Regions from separate parts of the Mus musculus genome. Here all the other regions are linked to region 3. The links are chromatin contacts, called in public ChIA-PET and promoter capture Hi-C maps. All regions are on one chromosome and are shown on one strand. The core of a region is the stretch at or near the end of the contact, and the rest is flanking DNA. Distances in the headings are between cores, read along the strand shown.

The links. Promoter capture Hi-C pulls out the DNA fragments that hold promoters and counts their contacts. ChIA-PET counts read pairs in DNA pulled down with a chosen protein or histone mark.
Region 1: a promoter capture Hi-C map of hippocampal neurons shows a contact between it and region 3, with 4 times the contacts expected there. The contact joins the enhancer-like site here to the promoter of Crls1 in region 3. A contact is called at or near these places in 18 of 39 promoter capture datasets (the 3T3-L1 cell line, 3T3-L1-derived adipocytes, the C10 cell line and 9 more), 1 of 15 datasets of contacts at CTCF or cohesin (embryonic stem cells), 3 of 484 Hi-C or Micro-C datasets (the HPC-7 cell line, cerebral cortex and pre-megakaryocyte-erythroid progenitors), 5 of 115 datasets of contacts at active chromatin or transcription factors (astrocytes, embryonic stem cells, memory CD8 T cells and 1 more) and 4 of 9 other capture datasets (adipose tissue, embryonic stem cells, liver and 1 more).
Region 2: a promoter capture Hi-C map of pre-B cells shows a contact between it and region 3. The contact joins the promoter of Cds2 here to the promoter of Crls1 in region 3. A contact is called at or near these places in 20 of 39 promoter capture datasets (the 3T3-L1 cell line, 3T3-L1-derived adipocytes, the C10 cell line and 12 more), 1 of 484 Hi-C or Micro-C datasets (pre-B cells), 7 of 115 datasets of contacts at active chromatin or transcription factors (astrocytes, bone marrow-derived macrophages, double positive thymocytes and 4 more) and 3 of 9 other capture datasets (adipose tissue, embryonic stem cells and liver).
Region 4: a contact with region 3 is called in an RNA polymerase II ChIA-PET map of memory CD8 T cells, with 16 read pairs. The contact joins the enhancer-like site here to the promoter of Crls1 in region 3. A contact is called at or near these places in 9 of 39 promoter capture datasets (the C10 cell line, the HPC-7 cell line, cranial neural crest and 4 more), 2 of 484 Hi-C or Micro-C datasets (cerebral cortex and pre-megakaryocyte-erythroid progenitors), 4 of 115 datasets of contacts at active chromatin or transcription factors (bone marrow-derived macrophages, embryonic stem cells, memory CD8 T cells and 1 more) and 4 of 9 other capture datasets (adipose tissue, embryonic stem cells, liver and 1 more).

The regions. Positions count from the first base shown.
Region 1 is chr2:132,314,794-132,317,653 of GRCm38.p6, reverse strand. No RefSeq gene overlaps it. Among named protein-coding and RNA genes, the nearest start is that of Gm46766, 53 kb to the right of the region's middle. Within about 2 kb of position 1,428, at least 30 of the 459 cell types and tissues checked have an H3K27ac peak or open chromatin away from gene starts, as enhancers often do. A contact at or near this core is called in hippocampal neurons, where this site is marked.
Region 2 is chr2:132,261,652-132,264,559 of GRCm38.p6, reverse strand. It overlaps Cds2 (CDP-diacylglycerol synthase (phosphatidate cytidylyltransferase) 2), which reads right to left and starts at 1,412. Exons shown (of 13, transcript NM_138651.7): 1 at 1,063-1,412. The coding sequence starts at 1,116. It overlaps Gm46766 (a long non-coding RNA gene), which reads right to left and starts at 1,056. Exons shown (of 2, transcript XR_001783482.2): 1 at 820-1,056.
Region 3 is chr2:132,845,188-132,848,078 of GRCm38.p6, reverse strand. Crls1 (cardiolipin synthase 1) reads right to left here and starts at 1,413. Exons shown (of 7, transcript NM_001024385.1): 1 at 954-1,413. The coding sequence starts at 1,262.
Region 4 is chr2:132,290,576-132,293,603 of GRCm38.p6, reverse strand. It overlaps Cds2 (CDP-diacylglycerol synthase (phosphatidate cytidylyltransferase) 2), which reads right to left. Exons shown (of 13, transcript NM_138651.7): 2 at 223-359. Among named protein-coding and RNA genes, the nearest start is that of Gm46766, 29 kb to the right of the region's middle. Within about 2 kb of position 1,308, at least 111 of the 459 cell types and tissues checked have an H3K27ac peak or open chromatin away from gene starts, as enhancers often do. A contact at or near this core is called in cerebral cortex, hippocampal neurons and memory CD8 T cells, where this site is marked.

The DNA of each region.
Region 1 (2,860 bases), core at 179-2,678, 530 kb after region 3:
AAGCAAACATTTAACTGGGGCTGGCTTACAGTCTCAGAAGTTTAGTTCACTATCATCATGGTAGGAAGCATGGCAGCATGCAGGCAAACTTGGTGCTGGAGGAGCTGAGAGTTCTACATCTTCATCAGAAGGCAGTAGAAGAGACTGTCTTCCTCAGGCAGCCAGGGGAGACTCTGTTGTGCACTGGGTGTAGCTTGAACTTATTTATGAGACCTCAAAGACTGTCTATACTGTGACACACTTCCACCAGCAAGGCCACACCCACTCCAACAAGGCCACACCTTTTTTTTTTTTTTTTTTTTTTTTTTGAGACAGATTTCTCTGTATAAACCCTGGCTGTCCTGGAACTCACTCTGTAGACCAGGCTGGTCTTGAACTCAGAAATCTGCCTGCCTTTGCCTCCTAAGTGCTAGGATTAAAGTCGTGTGCCACCACTGCCTGGCTAAGGCCATACCTCTCTTTTTTTTAATTTTTATTTTATATATATATATATATATATATATATATATATATGACGAATAAACTGTAGCCATCTTTAGACACACCAGAAGAGGGCATCAGATCCCTTTACAGATGGTTGTGAGCCACCATGTAGTTGCTGGGAATTGAATTCAGGACCTCTGGAAGAACAGTCAGTGCTCTTAACCGCTGAGCCATCTCTCCAGCCCAAGGCCATACCTCTTAATAGTGCCAATCTCTTGGCCAAATATTGAAACACATGAATCTATGGATCCAAACCTCTTCAAACCACCACAATGAGGAACTGTATTACAGGGTCACAGCAGTAGGGAGGTTGAGAGCCTCTGCATTATACCATGAGGAAATATAACTAATGCAGGTAGACACTGCATTACTCATTTTACACTGAAGAAGGGGTAGCACAGACAGGGCTAGTAACCTGCCCAGTGCCACACAGCCAGTCAGCAATCCCCCAACTGAAACAGAAAGGACAAGCCATTCCACCTCTACAGGTGTGCAAGGAGATCTGTGAGGGAGGCCCAGCACTGGCTGGGAATCGGAACAAGGCCATGAGATGTTCAGGTGGCATCCTAATGCGCCCTAGGCTGCCTGAGCTAAGTCAGCTCTGGTAGTTATAGCCTGCCCTCCTCTCTGTTCCCGAGACAAAACATTCCTTCTGGGTGCAAACAGTTGCAATACAGCACCAATTTCCCTGGAATACTGAGGCCAGTTCTTTCTTTTGCATAGAAAGGCATTCACTCCTCAGACCACGCTGATCCCATGACAAACAGAAGCTTCTGGCCAGTGACTATCGGCTGCTAGCAACTGGAGCAGGGCTTTGCATATTTTCTCAGCTACCTCTGCTTCATGCAGAGGAGGCTAAGTGGTTGAGCAGTCTCATCAACGCAGAAGAAAACAGTGAGGTTGGGCCTGGATCTTACTCAACTGTGTCCTGAGCTGGAGCGCTTGAGCCTGACTCCTGGTTCACTGCTGCCCTCTCCTGGGCTTTTGGCAGCACTGCCTGACTGCAAAGAGTACTGCAGTTTTGATTTGGTTGGCTGGTTTGGAGTTTATTGTTATTACTGTTATGGTTTTTTTTAGATACTCACATCATTTCCCCTTCCCTTTTCTCACTCCAAACCCTCCCGTATACCACCTCTTGCTCTCTTTCAAATGTGTGGTCTTTTTTTTTTTTTCATTAATTGCTGTAACACTCATGCATGCATATAGGAACTGAGTTTTACTCAGGCCTCTCAAACTGCAGAGACCAGGGACAGCATTTCCATCAAATGGAAGATGGGGCAGGCAGAGGCAGAAGGGAGGCATTTCTTGTTCTCCAATCTACTACAGGGCCTCTCAAAATTGCACATATTATAAAATTGTACATGTGTATAAAAATCGTATAGGAAATGAGAATGTAGCTCAGAGATAGACGACCTGGCATGTACCCCCAGGCCATTCTCCTTTACAAATAGTCAGGATTAAAGGTGGCCACTTCTCAAGAATTCTTCTGTGTATCGAGGACTCCATACAAAACAAAACACTTCTTTTATTGCTATAAACACTCATCTATCCACTAACCAAATTCAATCGTGTAACCCGACTTCTCACCCCAGCAGGTCCCTCTGGTTCTCTCTACTTGGCTTTCTGGGTGTCTTCTTACTTTGGAGAATCAGATACCTTTTTAGGTAAGAACGTAGGCAGGCAGGCAGGCAGATGGATAATGTATGATAGGTAAGAGGGTACACAGATGATAGGTAGGTTAAGTAGGCACGTACATAGATAAATAATAATTAGATAGATAGGTCGGACAATAGATAGATAAATAGATGATAGGTAGGTGGATAGGTAGATGATAGGTAAGTAGGTAGATAAATAACTGATATGTAGTTGGGTGGATACATACATGCTTACATACATACATACATACATACATACATACTAGATGACGGACAGTGTGGTGATCTGAATGAGAACCACCCACCATGGACTCGGATGTTTGAACACTCGGTCCCCGGTTAGTACGGTTTAGGTGTGGCCCTAGTGGAGGAAGTCTGTCACTACGGTGGGCTAAAAGGTTTCAAAGCCACACACCATTACCAATTCCCTGTCTCTGCCTTGTGCTTGTGAGCCATTAGCTTCTGCTCCAGCCACCATGGCTGCCGCCTGCTGCCGCCCCTCCATCCTGGACTCTTTCTTACCCCTCTGCAACTGTAAGCCCAAATGAATTCTTCATCTACAAGTTGCTGTTCTCATGGTGTCTTATCATAACAAACAGAAAAGTGACTGATACAGATAAATCAGATGGGCAGGTAGCTAGATAGACAGACAGCTTGTGCTGAGTACAGGTGACCATTTGACAGGCAGCACACAGACATGCTGAAGTCCCTCCCTTTGTCAC
Region 2 (2,908 bases), core at 163-2,662, 580 kb after region 3:
TCTAAAACAAAAGTTCTGATGTCAAACGTGGGTGCTTAGGCTTGATGCTGTTTCCTTAAACAGCATTGGGGGGTGGGGTGCCTTTAGTCCCAGCACTCAGAAGGATCTCTGGGATGGAGGCCAGCCTGATCTACAGATCAAGTTCCAGGACAGCCAGGGCTACAAAGAGAAACCCAGTCTCGAACAAGCAAACAAAGATACTAAACTCTGTCAACTATTAATCAGGGGAAACGCGGCATATCCTCCTCCTTTATTGAAGACAGGCTAGAAACAGACCTTCAACGGAACCCTTATTTCCGTATCAGCACGCAGGCCTACGTACGAGAGCTTCTGCAGGTCACAAGCTGACAATCTCTGACTTAACCAGTCTCCATCATTCTGGTCCAGGCTACCTCAGCCGGTTCTACTCATCACTCACTGATCCGAACCACAAATACGGTCCGTCATTCAATGTCCACAGTAAAACAACCACCCTCCACCTTTCTCAACTTCACACAAACCTCGCACTTTCAACCAAAGGAGCGCCCCCACATTGGCTGTGTCCCTGCCAAAATGGCCTCCTCCTTACCTTCCTCCTTTACCCCATCAATGCCCACACTTGGCGCAGTAAACAAACCCACCATTGGGAGCACACACCTGCTCACTAACCCGCCCTCTCACGGAGTGGATCAAGACTCCTCTCTGATAGAACCAACAGATTTAATGTTTTAATCAAGTTCAAAAGAAGGTTTTAATCTCCCAGGAGACAAATGCTATGGCCTGAGTCCTCCCCCATTCCCCAATCAACAGCAATACTTGTAAAGCAAGCGGTGAGCCTACATCGCGCTCTCCGGGCCCCAAGCAAGGTCTGTGGGGTGTCCAGCGTCCACATCGGGAAGGCCTAGGGAAGGCGAAGACCCTCCAGAGCTCACGCGCTACTCCCCGCGCCCGCAGACCGCTGTCCCCACAAGCAAAAGACACCCGCCGACCCTCTGCGCAACCCAGGCCTGGTACCCAGGGCCGCGATAAAGGTCAGAGGGCGAGGCTGCCGGCGCGCCCCTCCGCACTTAACGATGCCTCTACCTTGTCCTCCGGAGGTGCGTCCTCGCGGACAACCCTCTGCCGTAGTTCGGTCATGCTGGGGACCCCGGCGCGACGTCACCCCGAGTGAGCAGCACGGTGGCCGCGGGGGTCGGCTCAGTGAGCACGGGCTCTCGGCGGGCCCGAGCACCTCGCAGCCCCACCGTGCCTCGCACAGCCCCTGCAGCAGCGCCACTAGCCCCGAGCCCGGCCCCGCCCAGCACCGCTGCCGCCGCCCTTGCCCGGAGAGCGGAGCCGCTGTTTCCCCAGCGGCCGCTCGCTCCTCCTCCCGGGAAGCTGCGAGCCAGCGCGCACGCGCACTGCCGCCATCTCCGCCTGGAACCCCAGACGCCAGGAGGCGGGGCAGCCTGGCGGGGGTGGGGGCGTGAGCGGAGTTCGAGACACTCATTGGACAAAACCTAGAGGGGGCGGGAGAAAAAGAGCAGAGTGAACCAATGGGGTCCTTGCGTCCTACCGCAAGTCCCCGCGCGCGAGTGCTGGGTCCAGAAGGTAACCTGTTACCGGGGGACAACAGCGCCTCGTAGCGGCCTAGACTTGCTGCTCTCAGCTTGGGAGTCCAAACGAAGAGACCAGGTGGACCTCTGAACATCATAGCAGGAGGTGAAACCTGTTTCAGCTCACTTTGCCTTGCCAAGCCATGGTCGCTGGTAACTTAGTGAGCACTGATTCTGTCTAAGCACCGAACTCAGAAATAGTCTCGTCCCAATCACACACCTTTTTTGTTCACAGCACTCCAGAGACAAAGGCAAGTGGATCTGATCTATGTAACCTGTTCCACTGCTACTGAGACCCTGTATCAAAAAACAAACAACCACAACAAAAAACACTTAGAAATGGATATGATATCTGCAAGTAACATCATCCAAGATATTGCTTGTCTTAAGTTTTTGTCTTGTTTTGTGCTGAAGGTAGAACTCAGGACCTATGGGCTAGCGAGATGGTTCAGTGGGTAAGAACACTGACTGCTCTTCCAAAGGTCCTGAGTTCAAATCCCAGCAACCACATGGTGACTCACAACCACCCGTAATGAGATCTTACGCCCTCTTCTGGTGTATCAGAAGTCAGCTACAGTGTACTCATGTATAAAAATAAATCGTTCAAAAAAAAAAAAAAACCCTCAGGTTTGGCTCTTGTTAACCACAACTTCTGTGAGTAAGTTAACACCCACATCTAATTCTTTGAAAACCTTTGGGCTGAAAGGAATGTTTCCTATGGAGCCCCTCCCTCTATTCCTGACCTAGTTTAAGCATTTAGCCAGCAGCTACAAGGGTACGAGTAAGAATTAGAACTCAGACGTTTGTTACCACGCTGTAACCAATGTTCACATATGCTGCCTGAATTCAGTATTATGGGTGCTGTTCCAGCATTGTTCTCATGCAAAACAGGGCTCCCAGTCCTTAGCCAGATTGCAATCTCAAAGAAGTCTTCCACACCAAGGGTCAGGTTCCTTTTAGAGATTTTGACCAGAGCTGTGAGTTTTCAGAAAATAGGAAGAGTTCTGAAAAAGACTTACATTCTCAAATTCTTGTTATGATGTTTCAAATTAACAGCAAAATACTTAGACAAACTTCAGCCCTCTGGTCTTTGCATTTTATTTGCTATTTAACAGCTTTGCACAAATGCTTGGGTGCTCTTGTTCCTCTACTGGTGTTTGCTGGTTTTGTTGGGTTTGGGTTTTTGCTTTGTTCTGTTAGAAATAAATACCTTTTGAAGCCAGACTTTGGCTACTTTGTGGGCTTTTTTCTTTCTTCTACCCTTCTCCACCCTCTTCTTCCACCCTTTCAACACCCTATCACTATGTAGGAAAGGAAAAGAAAAAGGATAGAGG
Region 3 (2,891 bases), core at 164-2,663:
CTGCGGCAGGTGAATCTCATGAGTTCGAGGCCAGCGGATCAAGTTCCAGGACAGCCAGGGCTGTTACACAGAGAAGAGCTGTCTCGAAAAACAAAACCCTACAAAAAGCTCATTAATATCTAGTTATTACATTTGGACATTTGTGAAAGTCGACAAAGCTTAATCTCAAATTACCCAACCAGATAACCTGTGGCATACTCGGCCAACTGTGCTGGGAAGGGCTTCAGCCAGGTTGAGGGCAACTTCAAAGCATCCGGCGGCGTTCAATCTCCAAGAGTTTTAAAGCTAGGCCTGAAGCTGTGACCCCTGCCGGGGTGTGGCCACCTCAGCCCATGCTGTGTAACTGAGGAGAGCAGGGCAGTACAGTGGCCGCTGAAGACCTAACAATTGAAGATGTAATAATTGCATGGACTTGCTAACATGACATCAAAAGCTGGGCCACACTCATGCTCTGGTGTCACCTGCTTGGGAAGTTATCTTACCAGGCAAGGTGAACAAATCCTTCTGTTACGTCAAGAATAGTCTGAAGCTTTCTATAATACAAAGTTGAAAGATCTTTTCATTACAACCTAAGCCAGATAATTATCCTCCGTGATACTGCTAAAGACCAAAGGATGATGTAATCTGCACAAACGGACAGAAGGGCCGTTCTTATGGTTCCGCCGAACTTAACCCTGAAGATTCACTTCAAAAAATTAAAAACAGATTAACTAGACGAGCGATGGTTGTTTTTACCTATGCAACGTGTAGACACACCTCCCAGCAACGGGTGTGCACACAAGGGGATTACAGTGGGTTTCAACTTGGCCAGAGACTGTACCCGGCGGGGGACCCCTGAAGTTCACCAAGATCGAACGCCCTGGCTGCCCGTAACTTCCCAGAACACCGGGTGAGTGTCGCGACAGAGCGCCGAGCCCGTCACCTGCGTCCCGCCGACCCTCCCTCGCACGTACCGAGCTGGCGGCGCTCGCCGGGACCCATCGGGCGCTGGGGGCCTGCGCGGCGGCACCTCCTCCTCCGGCGGCGGGCTCCGGGGCTGCCTTCCCCGCGCCCGAGCAGTGGGTCCGCGGGCCGGCGCCGGGCAGCCGCAAGGCGAACGCGGCCGGCCGCAGCCGCCAGCGCTCAGCCAGGCAGCCGAGGCAGCAGGCCGCGGGCGGCAGCAGGGCCCTGCGGGAGCCGCCCCTGCCGAGCCGCGCCCCCGGAGGCCGGAGGGCCACGCGAAGAGGGCCCCACGCGCCGCGCGCCACGCGCCAAGCCAACATGGCCGTGTGGCCTCCACGGAGTCCAAGAGTCGAGAACTCAGACGCCCCTGGCACCGGCTGCCAGCTTCTCTAGAGAAGTCGAGCGGTGCCGAGGCCGTATGGACAGCTCCATACTAATTTCTACACTCTGGCACTTTCCGCTTATACAGGTGGCCTGAACCGCCAAGGGAGTCAGCTTTCACGACGTTTTCACGACACCCAGCCGCTCTGCTCACCGGCGCCCCCGCGCGGCAGCGGCGAGCACGAACAGCTAAGGCCCGCAGGTTAGGAAGACCTGACTAGTGAGTAGAGCCGCTAGTGCCTGCAGGCTAAGAAGAATGACAGGTAGGGAAGACCAAGAGCGAGTGCCACGTGGCCACAGGAAGCCACTTATATCAGGCCTGCCTGATGCCAAGTGGCCCGCTGGTGTGCATGGCTCTGTATTATCACTGGAGATGTAAAGCATTAGTGTTGGCATCAAAGTAGTTAAGTACCTACTCTGCTTCCTTAGCACTAAATGCATATGAATAGAGCAAAGGGAAATGTCAATAATAGCAATCACTAATTGTTTACTTGGGAAGTGCTTACTGTATGCGTTATAGTGTCATTATTTATCCTCTCAACAACTCTAACATGCCTTCTGTATTTGCCTTTACTTTTACAGGTACAGAAGCCCGTGGACAGGAGAAACCTGCTTATTCTAAGTCTGAATTAGAAACAAATCAGTTCACTGTTATAACCTTACCTAACCTACCATTTTGTTATAGATTTGAGCTTGAACCCAGGGCCTTGAATCCAGGTCGGGCAAGAACCAAACCAGTGAAAGGTCACCACGTGGTGATGTCTTGCAGTCTTTCCACTGTTCTTCAGCCCAGTCTGTGATGGCACACACTCACCTGGAAGTTGTTCGTAAAGCCCACATCACATTTGACGATTGTAGTCTTTTTTTTTTTTTTTTCCAAGACAGGGTTTCTTTGTGTAGCTCTGGCTGTCCTGGAACTCACTCTGTAGACCAGGCTGGCCTCGAACTCAGAAATCCGCCTGCCTCTGCCTCCCGAATGCTGGGATTAAAGGCGTGCACCACCACGCCCGGCTAAGGATTGTAGTCTTAAGGAGCTTTTTATCAAGATCATCTTTATTTTGTTTTGGTTTTTGCGAGAGGCCTAGACTTTTCTTTTTAATTAAAAAAGGAAGAAAGAAAAATGAAGAAAAGGAAAGAAGAGGAAAAGAGAAGAAAAATCTAAGCAGTGGTATGAAACAAAGAGAAAAAGAAGTAAAAAGATAAATCCAGGTGGCCGTGGTGCATGCCTTTAATCCCAGCACTTGGGAGGCAGAGGCTGATAGATATCTGTAAATTCCAGGTCAGCAAGGGCTACACAGAGAAAATCTGTCTCGAAAACAAAAACAAAGTCAGTTTCTGTTCATAATTAGAGTTACATCCCCTTGTATATAGTCTTAGCCTTAGTCATCCCCTTGTATACAGTGGTCTGATCGGCCCATTTTGGGATGGATGGGTCAACTGATGGAGCTGCTTGCAGCTAATCTAACCAGCTGACTTTGATCATATTTATATCAGCTACCACTTGGTTCCTTCAAGTCAGGGTTTAATATTTCTATGGTATTCTATGGCATATTATCCCTCATTTCATT
Region 4 (3,028 bases), core at 59-2,558, 550 kb after region 3:
TTTGCAATCTCATGATTTATGCTTCTCAGGCATGCACACAGCTGTTGTTAAGAGGACTGGTTTTGGGGGCGGGGGTCAGGAGTCTTAGACTTCTTAGTTCTTCCTGGACTGAAGGAAATGTTCACAGTGGGTGTACATGGAGGAGAGAAAATAACCTTGAGCCGCAAACCCTAAAAGCCTGTCTTACCCAGCAATGGACACATGCACACTAAGCCAGGTTACCTTGAGGACAGGTTGGAAAGGGCCCTGTTAAGGACCTCTGGGGTGTCATCTACGGAGGTTGGTAGGGGAGCTGTTTCCGCTCGGCTCTCGCTGTCAGACGCTGTCTCTCCATCTAGCTTTGCTTCGGACTCTGATTCCTACACAACGCAAAAATAAAGAGCAAAGGTCAAAACTGCTGGGGAACTACTAAAAGTGAACAGTTGTCACAGGAGATCCCATTAAAAGAACTCAGTGCACTGGCATAGTGAGGTGACAAGATAGATGGGCCACAGTAATCCTGACAGTGTTCTGACATGAGTAGAGACAGGGATGCCATACCCAATCTGTCAACAGCCCCACACCGTGGACCCTGGAGGAGGTATAAGAAGACAGAAATGGCCTCCAAAGAATGCAAAGAGAGGAGGCTGTGACTGACTTCTGAGGGCCTGGCCCTGAGCCTGCCATCGTTTAAGTATCCCAGGCTCACCCCTATGTCAGCCTAAGCACGCAGAAATAGCTGTCCATTTCTGAAAACCCTGCTCCTCCTGCACCTGCACCTAACCAAGGGGAAGAACCACGGCCTCTATCACCACTGACCAAGATAGCTGAACACTTTGATATTCTCATTTTATGAAAGGACTCAGTAAGGGTCCCCCTCATCCTTAGGGGTTCCTTTGTGTGTTGTCTTGTTTTACAGTACTGGGAAATTAAGCCTAGGGCCTTGTTCATGTAAGACCAAAACATTATCTACCACTGATCTATATCCTCCGGTCCAGTGTAGGGATTCCCTGAGGAGAGAGAAGCAAATGGCGCCAGAGCTGTGTCCCACTCCACTGTCAGGCTTTAAACACTAACACCTCCATGACTGCTCCTCTCAGAGAAAGTGAAGTCCTGGCACCAACATCAACTTTCCATTCGTTAACATTTACACTCACACCTTACTGGCAACCTGTAGTAAGACTAGATAATAATGCCACGTGGTGGCTATTGTAGCTCTGATCCCTAAACCTCAGGGCTTCAAACTGTAAGCACCTGCCCTGCCCGACCTGCAATCCACCCACAGACACACTCTAGGAGCATCCAGAAGCCACAGAAACTGAGCCAAGCATCAGAGAAGGCCCAGCACAGGGTTATTTTTAACTTATCTATCCCGTTGTCAAGGAGACTCACTGAGACTGCTGGGTTCCTAGGCAGGAAAGGACAAAAACAAAGGCTAGTGATGGGGGGTGGGGAGAGAAGGGTGAGGGTTGGTTTACGGAGAGGATGCTAAGAATCTCTGGCCATATAAGGTGGCATGTATCTACAATCCTGTGATTTCAGCTCCCAAAAGGATGAGGCAGGAGACTGCATTGAGTCTGAGGCTTGCATGGGTCTACAGCAAATTTCCAAATCAGTCAAGGGTATACAGTAGAAATGTCTAAAAAATAAAATAAGAAGTCAGGAGGTCATAGTGGCACACACCTTTAGTCTCAGCACTCAGAAGCTAGAGACAGGCGAATCTCTCAGTTTATTGAGTTCCAGAAAAGCCAAGACTAGATAGAGAAACCCTGATTTAGAAAACCAAAAAATAGTCTCCAGTAAGTAAATAAATAAAATAGTCTTTTATGGACCCCAAGCCTGACATACATCTTCCCTGACCTGATTCTACTTCCTCTTAAAAGAAGAGGAAAGAGAGGTATCCTGAGGCTCAAGTCAGGAAAAGGATACAGAACTCACAAAGCACTATGGCTGCTGCCACTACCTCAGGATGACTGGGATAAGGGACCAAGACACGGAGTAAGTCTAGAAGAAGCAGGCCTCAAGGAAGGGAACTCCCCAGGTTTTACCAGCCTCCAATGAGCAAGCTCAGGAAGTCTCTGAAATAAACACCTTGGAGCCCTTCTTAGGAGTACCGCTAGGCAAGAGGCCAATGCCCATTCAGGCTCCTACCCACAGCTGGGAATGCTGAAGCTGGCCACCTCCGCTACTCACCCTTACAGCCAGGCAGAGGTCAGGACCAAGCACACCAAGAACCTAGAGCCTGCAGTTTTTCTGGCCTCTCCTTAACCCACAGGCACCTCCTTCCACTCAGGATAGCTGTCAAAGGGAAGCACCCCACAGCAGCTTCCATGCTGGGCTGAAGACAGACCTGAGCCCAAATTCTGGCCCGTAATAAAAGCAGCACATACTGGGCAGAGAGCTCAGAATGAGGGACTGGAGGGCTTGCTCTGCGGTGAAGAGGGCCTGCTCCCTCCCCTTCCAGAAGATCTGAGTTCAGTGTACAGCATTCACATCTTTCTGTTACCCCAGCTCAAGAGCTCGCCTGGCCACACCAGGGACCAACACACATGCAGCACCCACACACATTGTAAGTGTTTGCTTGCTTGCTTGCTTGCTTGCTTTGAAGTCAGCAGTGGAGCCGAGAGGACGGCTCAGTGGGAAGACAGCTGCTGTCAGGCCTGATGGCCTGACTTCATTCTCTAGTATACAGAGAACGAGAGCCAACTTGCAAAAGGTTGTCCTCTGGCTTCCACACACATGCCTCCATCCCACAATAAGTAACTAAATACACATTTAAAAAAAATAACAGCCGGGCAGTGGTGGCCCATACCTTTAATCCCAGCACTTGGGAGGCAGAGGCAGGCGGATCTCTGAGTTCGAGGCCAGCCTGGTCTACAAAGTGAGTTCCAGGACAGCCAGGGCTACACAGAGAAACCCTGCCTCCCCGCCCCCCAAAAAAAACCCTGAAAACAAAACAAAACAAAAACAATTCAGAAGTACAGGAAAACTGTCTGCAGCAGGTGGCAGCTCTAGTCTGGGAAGGAAGGCTGGGTCATGTTCACCACAC